3 separate regions of the Mus musculus genome follow, and all the other regions are linked to region 3. Evidence: chromatin contacts called from public HiChIP or PLAC-seq and promoter capture Hi-C data. All regions are on one chromosome and are shown on one strand. The core of a region is the stretch at or near the end of the contact, and the rest is flanking DNA. Distances in the headings are between cores, read along the strand shown.

Region 1 (2,700 bases), core at 158-2,657, 1.1 Mb after region 3:
GGACCAATAGTCAGAGAACTCCTGAATATCCCCCACAACGTCAGCTCAGCACAGTTCCCGCTTGTACAGACGTCCATTGGCCCATATTTCCATCTCTCCATCTATTGAGAGATAGTCCTCTCCCTTTCCTGCAATCCTGTGTCTTCTAGCTCAGCCCAGAGGCTCTCCTAGTCTCCAGCAGCTCTCCAGCTGAGTTATTAACATGTAACCACCCACGGTGACTCTTTGTATCCATGTCAGCTCTTGGCCTCTGTATTCAATAAGGCTCTGCAAAGAGGACTGTTGATCACCAACAGCCTTGCAGGCTATCTGGGGAAACTAGAATCATTTGGTAAATTGCAACCAAAGAAACTGACATGCTTGCAAACCTATTGTTTTCTCAACAGTTCTCACACGCCCACCTATGTTTCTGACGGGACACACTAAGAACATCTGGTTTGGACATTTCTTTTTCTCTCCCCTTTCCTTAACTTTCAGATGGTAACTGTGACTTAGTGGGCAGAATCCAACCTGAACTAACAAAGAAGGTTGGGCTGAAAGCCCTAAGGAGGAAAATCCGAGCAGTTGGGAAGCAGAGGTGGCCTGGTCTATAGAGTTAATTCCAGGGATACATAGGGAAACCCTGTCTCAAAAAAAAGAAAAGAAAAGAAAAGAAAAGAAAAGGAAAGAAAAAGAAAAAGAGAAGTGGAGGAGGAGGGGAAGGAGGAGTGGGGAGGAGAAGCGAGGAAGAGGAAACTTTAAAGTGCCTCTTTTTTTTTTTTTTTTTTTTTTAAGAGTCACCATTTAAGCAGGTGTGGTGACATATACTTTTATTCTCAGCACTTACAAGACAGACACAGGTAGATCTCTGTGAGTTCAAGACTAGGAGGGTCTACATAGCCAGTTCCAGGCCAGTCAGGGCTACACCATGAGATCCAGTCTCAAAAACAAACAAGCAAGCAACAACAAAGAAGTCAGCCTCTTAACTGGACACGGTAGTCCATGCCTGTGAGACCAGATTTGAGAAGCAGATGCAGAAGTTCAAAACCAACCTCCACTATATAGCAAGATCAAAGTAAACCCAAGCTGAGTGCAAATCTGACTCAACCACACACCATGCACACACAAAAAGTCACAATTTTTTTTTTCTTTTTGAGACTGTTAAGTCCTGACTTCTGGTGATTATCCAGCCTTAGCCCCTGAAGTAACCGCTGCTCACAACACTTTTCCCCCAGGCTTCACAGCAAGGCTCTAACCTTTGTCCCCTGGTCTGGCAGCTCATTTGGCTAACAATCTCCCAACAGAAGCAAGAGGCAGACATTTCTTTCTTCAAACAATCCACACAACCCCCTCTGTACTTTCACTGGCTACAGGAGAATACTGCCAAGTTCCACCTGAACTGGCTTCATTTTTCACGCCAGATGTTTGGCCGCTGTATCTCTGACAAAAAGGAGTCATGCCAGTCGGAGGTCAGTCACATTCCTCCCAGGGTCCCTGGTGCCCAGGACAGAGTTGAAGCCACTCCCGTTGAGACCCTGAATATAGGCTTTGGGTCCTTTAAGGAGGCTATCCTCCAGCAATGGCCTCCTCCTTGCTCCTGGCTCTTCTGTTCCTGACTCCAACCACAGTAGTGAACCCCAAAACTGAGGGTCCATGCCCAGCATGTTGGGGTGCCATCTTTGACCTGGAGAGCCAGCGGGAGCTGCTTCTCGATTTGGCCAAGAAAAGTATCCTGGACAAGCTGCACCTCAGCCAGCGCCCCATACTCAGTCGGCCAGTGTCCAGAGGGGCTCTCAAGACCGCGCTGCAGCGCCTCCGCGGGCCTCGACGGGAAACCCTGTTGGAGCATGACCAGAGACAAGAAGAATATGAGATCATCAGCTTTGCTGACACAGGTAGGTCCATGGTCCGTAGCTCTGGCCCCAAACCTGACCCTAGGAAGGAGAAAGTCTCCTCCCTAGTTAGCTTCTGACTTCATCCTCGCCAAAAACATCCTGCTTGCACACTCTGCGCCTGCGCACCCGGGGGCTCCTACGCCTCAGGTTCTCTAAGTTAGGTCAGGTTCACTTGGTGGGAGCTGGGAGCTGTTGGTTTCACTTCTTTAGAAATCTCTCTCTCTCTCTCTCTCTCCTTCCCTCCTCTTTCTCGCCCCCCCCCCCCCCAATCTATAACCCTCCCTGTGTGAGCCTGCCCAGTCCCCAGGCCAAGGGTCGATTACTGGGCAGTTTGTGATTTCTCTGACTCCAGGATCTATCAATCACCTCCTCTTCCTCGAGAATACCCCATGTCTGTAAAGAGAGAAAAAGTAAGACACCAAGATTATAACATCTCTCCGCACCTCAGGTCCTCACATCAGACAATGTCAAATAAAAACTCAGAAAGAGGTGTGAAAGATAAGGGTAAAGAAATTCAGGCCTACAGCTGGGAGGTGGTGGCGCACACCTTTAATGCCAGAACTCAACTGGGGAGGCAGAGGTAGGTGGGGGTCTCTGAGTTCAAGGCTAGCCTGATCTATAGAGCAAGTTCCAGGACAGCCAAGGCCACACACAGAAATTCTGTCTAGAAAACAAACAAACAACGGATAAAAGATAAAGAAAGAATTACTTCCATAGCGGAGAGAGCTGGAGAGAAGATGAGAACTTAGAAGACTTAAAAGCTATTGCAAGCTCACTCGCTCTCTGGTCTGGAAGACGGTGCCACGCGCCACACCATGCTCCTAGC
Region 2 (2,700 bases), core at 24-2,523, 1.3 Mb after region 3:
GGAACAGAGACAGGCAAGTGTGTGGAGACCCATATGACTGCCTCTGGGTCCCTATGTATCTGTGTGTCCACCGTGTCCGTCAGTCCCCTGGGCTCAGTCACGTGCACTGGGGCTTCCTCAGCAGACAATAGACTACTGGGGTGGGGGGTGGGGGGGGGGAGATATGGGAGCCTCAGGTCTCTGTGGCTGACAATGAGGGGAGGGATCTTTAAGGGGGGGACAGGACGTGAAGCCCAGATAAGATTTCTGGGGAACAATAGGAGGAATTGAAGAAGAGAGGCCCACCCTCTCTGGACCCCACCCTGGGCTTTGGGGTCAGGGACTGGGGGAACCACAGGGTGATGGGGGTGCCGAAGCATCTCTGAGTGGATGACGGCAAACAGTGAAATCCTGGGGCCCAGAACCTTTGTGTCTCTTCAGGGGTACATGAGGTGGGTGGCTGGACCCTTCATGCTCCTGCGGCAGCCAGGCCCACCACTGCCAGTGGTGACAAGGTGCCCAAGGCAGCAACGGGCAGCGGTTCCAGCAGCACACGGCATGCCCTTAGTTTAATCGTGTACTTCTAAATGCCTACTTGGAGAATAACACTGGATGTAAGGAACAGTATTAGAGGACTTTGGGGCTCCTAACAAATAGATAAAAATGTCTTTGTTAATTCAGTCTTTCCCCTAAATCAAACCCAGCCATCTGCATTAGAGAGGGTGGAGTGGGTCCCTGTCCCTGTCCCATTCACCATGCACCCTGTCGCATTCACCATGCTTATAAAACAGTAAGGCCTCTTGTACTTTACTGGGGCAAGTTTGCCACATGAGGAATGGGATTTGAGTGGGGAATCCCAACTGGCTGTGAATTTTGTGCTCCAGCAGTGGTGGTGGTGGTGGTGGTGGTGAGAATGCAGAGGCTCAGGGAAAGAAGACCTGTGACCCAAAAGGAACCAGCTCTGTCTTTGCTCAAAGTGCAAATGAAGAAAAAAAAAATGCCTCCCAGTCCCTGAGAAGCGAAGCGATGAGGGTCACTGGAAGTGACTGTGGGTCTCTTATCTCCCTATGGTTCCTCAACATCCTCACAGCAGGCCCCCAGGTTCTTAGGCAGAGCTAAGAAAGGATATCTGAGGAAACGCCTAACACAGGGACTTTTTCCACCCAAGCCTGACCCAAGGAGGTACTCTAGAGAGTACTCCCTACAGGTCCGGATTGGACCCTGCTTTATAGAGGCGGGCTCAGAGCTGATGGAACAGAGGGTATTTAAGACCAGGAGATGCTGCAGGGGGCCAAGGACAAAATGAGTGGGCCACTTGCCTCTGGGACCTGCTCAGATCCGGAAGAGGTTTCTGACCTTAAGTCTCCGCTGAGCTCAAGGTTCAGAGAACCTCTCACCCACGCTCGGTTCCAGGAGCTCTTCGGGGGCGCAGAGCCGGAGCCGGAGCTGCCAGCGGAGCCCTGCCTACCCTGCTTGTGCAGGCTGCGGAGGAGGCGAGCCAGCGCCTGTTCTGGGCCGGGGGCGTGGCGCGTGCTGCTGGCACGGCTGCCCCCGCTGCGTTGGCTGCCCCAATACCGCTGGCGAGCCTGGCTGCTCGGAGATGCTGTGGCTGGAGTAACCGTGGGCGTTGTGCACGTGCCCCAGGGTAAGAGTCCCCAACTTCAGCCCGTTGGAATTCCAAGTTATGGGGGGCTTTCAGGGCAGGGCCCTGGGAAGCTGAGAGTCCAGCAGTGATGTGGAGGACTTGTGTCCCTGCATGGGGGAGGATCAGAGAGGAGGAGCTTGAGGTTCGGTTTGAGAGGACTAAGGGACTCCATCATAATTCCCCACCCCCATCCCTCCACATCTGTGCAATTCTGCGAGATATACTGGACTCTGTTCTGCCTCAGAGAATTGTAGAGAGGCACAAAACCTGCCACCCAGGACGTGGGCAAGGATCTGTGACCTTGTCAGCCTCACGACCTCCCACTGAGGCCCATTAATTAACCTTTCCGTTCCCTCCGGGGCCATGATTGATAGTATCTGGTGTCAACCCAAGAGTGTTGGGAAGGGCAGTATCTGGAGGTTGTGCACCCCACCATCCCCACCCTCATCCCATCCCCACCCCACCCCACCCCGATTCCTTCTACTTTTCTACCAGGCATGGCTTTTGCCCTCCTGACCTCGGTGCCCCCGGTGTTCGGACTCTACACGTCTTTCTTTCCTGTTCTCATCTACAGTTTACTGGGCACTGGGAGACACCTGTCCACTGGTGAGTGGCCACACTGCTCATGACTTTGCTTCTCTTTGGGATGAAAATAGACAGGGACTTGAGGCATACCCTCATCCCTTGAGATAGGGTCTCATTTTATAGTCTTAGCTGGTCTGAAGCTCCCCACAGACCAGGTGGTCTTAAACTCAGAGATCCTGCCTCTGCCACTTGCGTGCTGGGATTAAAAGCAGGGGTCAAACACACCTTAGCAAGGCTGCTACTTGGAAGCTTTGGGGCTGTATTCCCCTCTGCCCCCTTCCCTCTCCTACTTGCCACCTCTCTTGGGATCCACAACCCATTTCCACCCCCTTTGCACAGAACTCTGTCGCCTCCCTAGGCTTGTTGGAGTGGGTATAGAGGCGACAGTTTACAAGGATCTCCTTGTCCCCTGTGACATTTGGTTAAAAGAAACAACTTGAAGGGACCATGACCTTGAAGGGAAAGAGGTGCACAGTGGCTCACGGTCCAGT
Region 3 (2,700 bases), core at 68-2,567:
GCACCTCTCGGTGGGAGGTATAAAGAGATCCGTGAAGGGAGAAGTAAATGACAAAGAGTTAAGCACTTGAAAGCTGAAGCAGGTCACAGCTGTCAAAGCCTTCGGGGCTTCACACCAAGACCCTAGACCGATCTCCCTTTAAAAGGTCAAAGGCAGAAAACTGGGAACCAGAGCCTCACGCTGAGGGTGCACACAAGTCACAGACCCAACAGCTGTTTGTCAAGAGTCTGACACCCAACAGAGAGACCCCAAATGGTTTCAGGGCTAAACTCAAACCAGAATTAGTGGAGCTTTCTGAAGCTGTCCACTGTACTCTGACAGGCTGGCTGCAAGGCTGGAGTAGCAAGAGTTGGGGGCTGTAAAACAAAGCAAGGGAAAAGAACCCTTAGCCGGGGTTGGTGAGGAAGCAGCCCATATCGAAGACAAAAAAGAAAAACGAAAAAAAGCCCAGACACCATGAAGACACAAGAATAAAAATTGGTTAAAAAAAAAAAAAAAGATAGATAGGGCTTCTTGAACCCTTTTGTTCCCCATCCTTATTTCCAGTTACAGGGTGGGGGTGGGGACTAGCGATATGAAGCTTATCCGAGCCTCTGGACCTCAAACCCAAAGCAATGCCAGGCTGGCTGGCTTGCAGAGGACTTCATTATGAAAGGAGGGTTGGAGGGGCTGCTGCCCTAGACTGCCATGTCCTGTCCCCTGAGAGGTTTGCAGCCCTTTAGAAGGAGACTAGGGTAACCCTGGGAGACAGGTGATTTCCCCAGGTAGAGACGCTTTTCAACGGCCTGCTCCGCGCCCGTCTACCCTCCTGCTCTGCCATCTGTCTCAGGACGTACACAAAGCACCACCGGGGAGGCCTGGGCCGCTCTGGCGTCTGGCTCGGCGCGGGGCTCCGGCGGGGGCCCCGCGGCTCGCACACCGGAGGGGAGGAGGCGCGCGGCGGCACCGGTCAGCCTGGAGGGCGAGGGCTGCCGGGCCCGGGCCGCCGCCCGGAGCCGCCGCCGCCCCCGCCAACGCCGCTGCGCTGCACCGGGGCAGAGGGCACGGTGGGGGAGGGGTGGGGGAGGGGCGCGGGCGGGCGGGCGGGAGGCGCGGGGAGGCCTCGGGGAGGGGCGCGGCGGCCGCCGCAGGGTGGGCCGGCCCCGGGAGCGGCGGCCAGGGGCCCTTTGTCCCCGCGCGGCGCTGCCCGCGTACCTTCTTGTAGTTCTTGCCGAGCCAGAGCCGCACGTTGTCGAACTGGGTCACGGTGTCCGCGGCCTCGTAGTACTTCACGTTGGGGCCGCCGTCCTTCTTCCGCACCGCCATCTTCTCGGGCTCGGGCCCCGCCGCCGCCCGCCCCGCTCAGCTCAGCTCCCGCCTCCTCCTCCGCCCGCCTCCCGCCGCCTCCCGCCGCCACGACCGCCGCCTCCCGCCGCCTGGGCCCCGGCCGGCGGAGCGCCCCCTGCCGGCGGCCCTGCGTAGCGGTGGCGGGCGAGCCCGAGCGCGCTCGGCGGACACCCCGGCAGCAGCGGCGGTGGGAGGCGGGCGAGCCCGAGCGCGCTCGGCGGACTTCCCCGCAGCGGCAGCCCGGCTGCTTCCCCGGGTCTCGCAGGACGCGGCTGTAGGACAGCGGAGCCCTCCCCGACTTGGTCTCGCAGCGGCAGTGGGGCTTACTGTTCCACTCCACGGGGAAGCCGGGAGCCCCGGGTCTGCAGCTCCGCCCCGTAACCCCGAGTGGCCCCCGGCACGTACGTTCCCGTGGAACTCTTTCGCTCCAATAAGTTCCTTCCAACCATTCCTGTTTCAACCCACGAGTGTCCCTGACGCTCCTCGTCCCGGTGCACCCAGCACCCCTGGTGCTACCCGGGGGGGTCAGGTGAGGGGTCTCCTCCCTCTGATCTTCGGGTCTCGCCAGTCGCCTCCGCTTTAGGAGTCGGCTGGCGAGCCCCGATTCTTCGACCCAGGTTCAAGCATTGTGGCGCGAAGGTGCGAGGGAGGGAGCGGCTCTGGGTACGAGCCTCGGGCCGCGACCCTGCACCGGTCCGCTCGCACCCAGTCACCCGTGCGGACCCTTTCTGTAAGCGCGCGGCCAACCATAGTTTTGGGAGTCACGGTGGCCGAGTGGTTAAGGCGTTGGACTCGAAATCCAATGGGGTTTCCCCGCACAGGTTCGAATCCTGTTCGTGACGGCAGTTTTTCGTATTTTTTTTCCCCCCTCCTATTAACCAGTAGTTGAGTGGTTGAAAGTGAAAAGGCAGCACTACTCCTTTAGGTTAGACCAGGGTGACATACAAACCAAATTGGGCATCGCTGTATTCGCTGTTAGGATACCAGGCACTTTGAGATATTTTTGAGAATTCTGTAACATTTCATAACAATGAAGAGTAGTCGTTTTGTTTGGGAAAGCTAGTCAAACCTAAGATTTCTAAACAGGGCATCTTTGGAGTTTGTGACCAAAAGTGGAGCCTTGAAGTCTGGTGACTGGAGACACAGAAACAAGCGTTTCTCATTTGGATTTTTCTTTTTAATTTAGACAGGGACTCATGTGCACAGGCTGCCCTTGAACTTGCCTTGCAGCCAAGAATGACTTTAAATTTCTGATCCTCCTGCCTCTACCTCTCAAGTACTAGGAGTTACAGGTGTGCCTGAGCATGCCAGGATCCTTTGCGGCTCGGAACTGAATCCAGGGGTTCAATTTGTTCGATAGGTAAGCATTCTGTT

Evidence for each region. HiChIP or PLAC-seq counts read pairs in DNA pulled down with a chosen protein or histone mark. Capture Hi-C pulls out chosen DNA fragments and counts their contacts.
Region 1: an H3K27ac HiChIP or PLAC-seq map of microglia shows a contact between it and region 3, with 6 times the contacts expected there. The contact joins the promoter of Inhbc here to the promoter of Smarcc2 in region 3. A contact is called at or near these places in 3 of 39 promoter capture datasets (cranial neural crest, hippocampal neurons and liver) and 2 of 115 datasets of contacts at active chromatin or transcription factors (microglia and pancreatic cancer cells).
Region 2: a promoter capture Hi-C map of pancreatic islet shows a contact between it and region 3, with 4 times the contacts expected there. The contact joins the promoter of Slc26a10 here to the promoter of Smarcc2 in region 3. A contact is called at or near these places in 1 of 39 promoter capture datasets (liver) and 4 of 9 other capture datasets (adipose tissue, liver, macrophages and 1 more).

Annotation. Positions count from the first base shown.
Region 1 is chr10:127,369,255-127,371,954 of GRCm38.p6, reverse strand. Inhbc (inhibin beta-C) reads left to right here and starts at 1,407. Exons shown (of 2, transcript NM_010565.4): 1 at 1,407-1,874. The coding sequence starts at 1,559.
Region 2 is chr10:127,179,155-127,181,854 of GRCm38.p6, reverse strand. Slc26a10 (solute carrier family 26, member 10) reads left to right here and starts at 1,273. Exons shown (of 18, transcript NM_177615.4): 1 at 1,273-1,624; 2 at 2,120-2,230. The coding sequence starts at 1,282.
Region 3 is chr10:128,457,932-128,460,631 of GRCm38.p6, reverse strand. Smarcc2 (SWI/SNF related, matrix associated, actin dependent regulator of chromatin, subfamily c, member 2) reads right to left here and starts at 1,317. Exons shown (of 29, transcript NM_001372395.1): 1 at 1,195-1,317. The coding sequence starts at 1,305. n-TScga2 (a tRNA gene) reads left to right here and starts at 2,087; the gene lies at 2,087-2,168. It overlaps Mir8105 (microRNA 8105), which reads right to left and starts at 1,952; the gene lies at 1,864-1,952.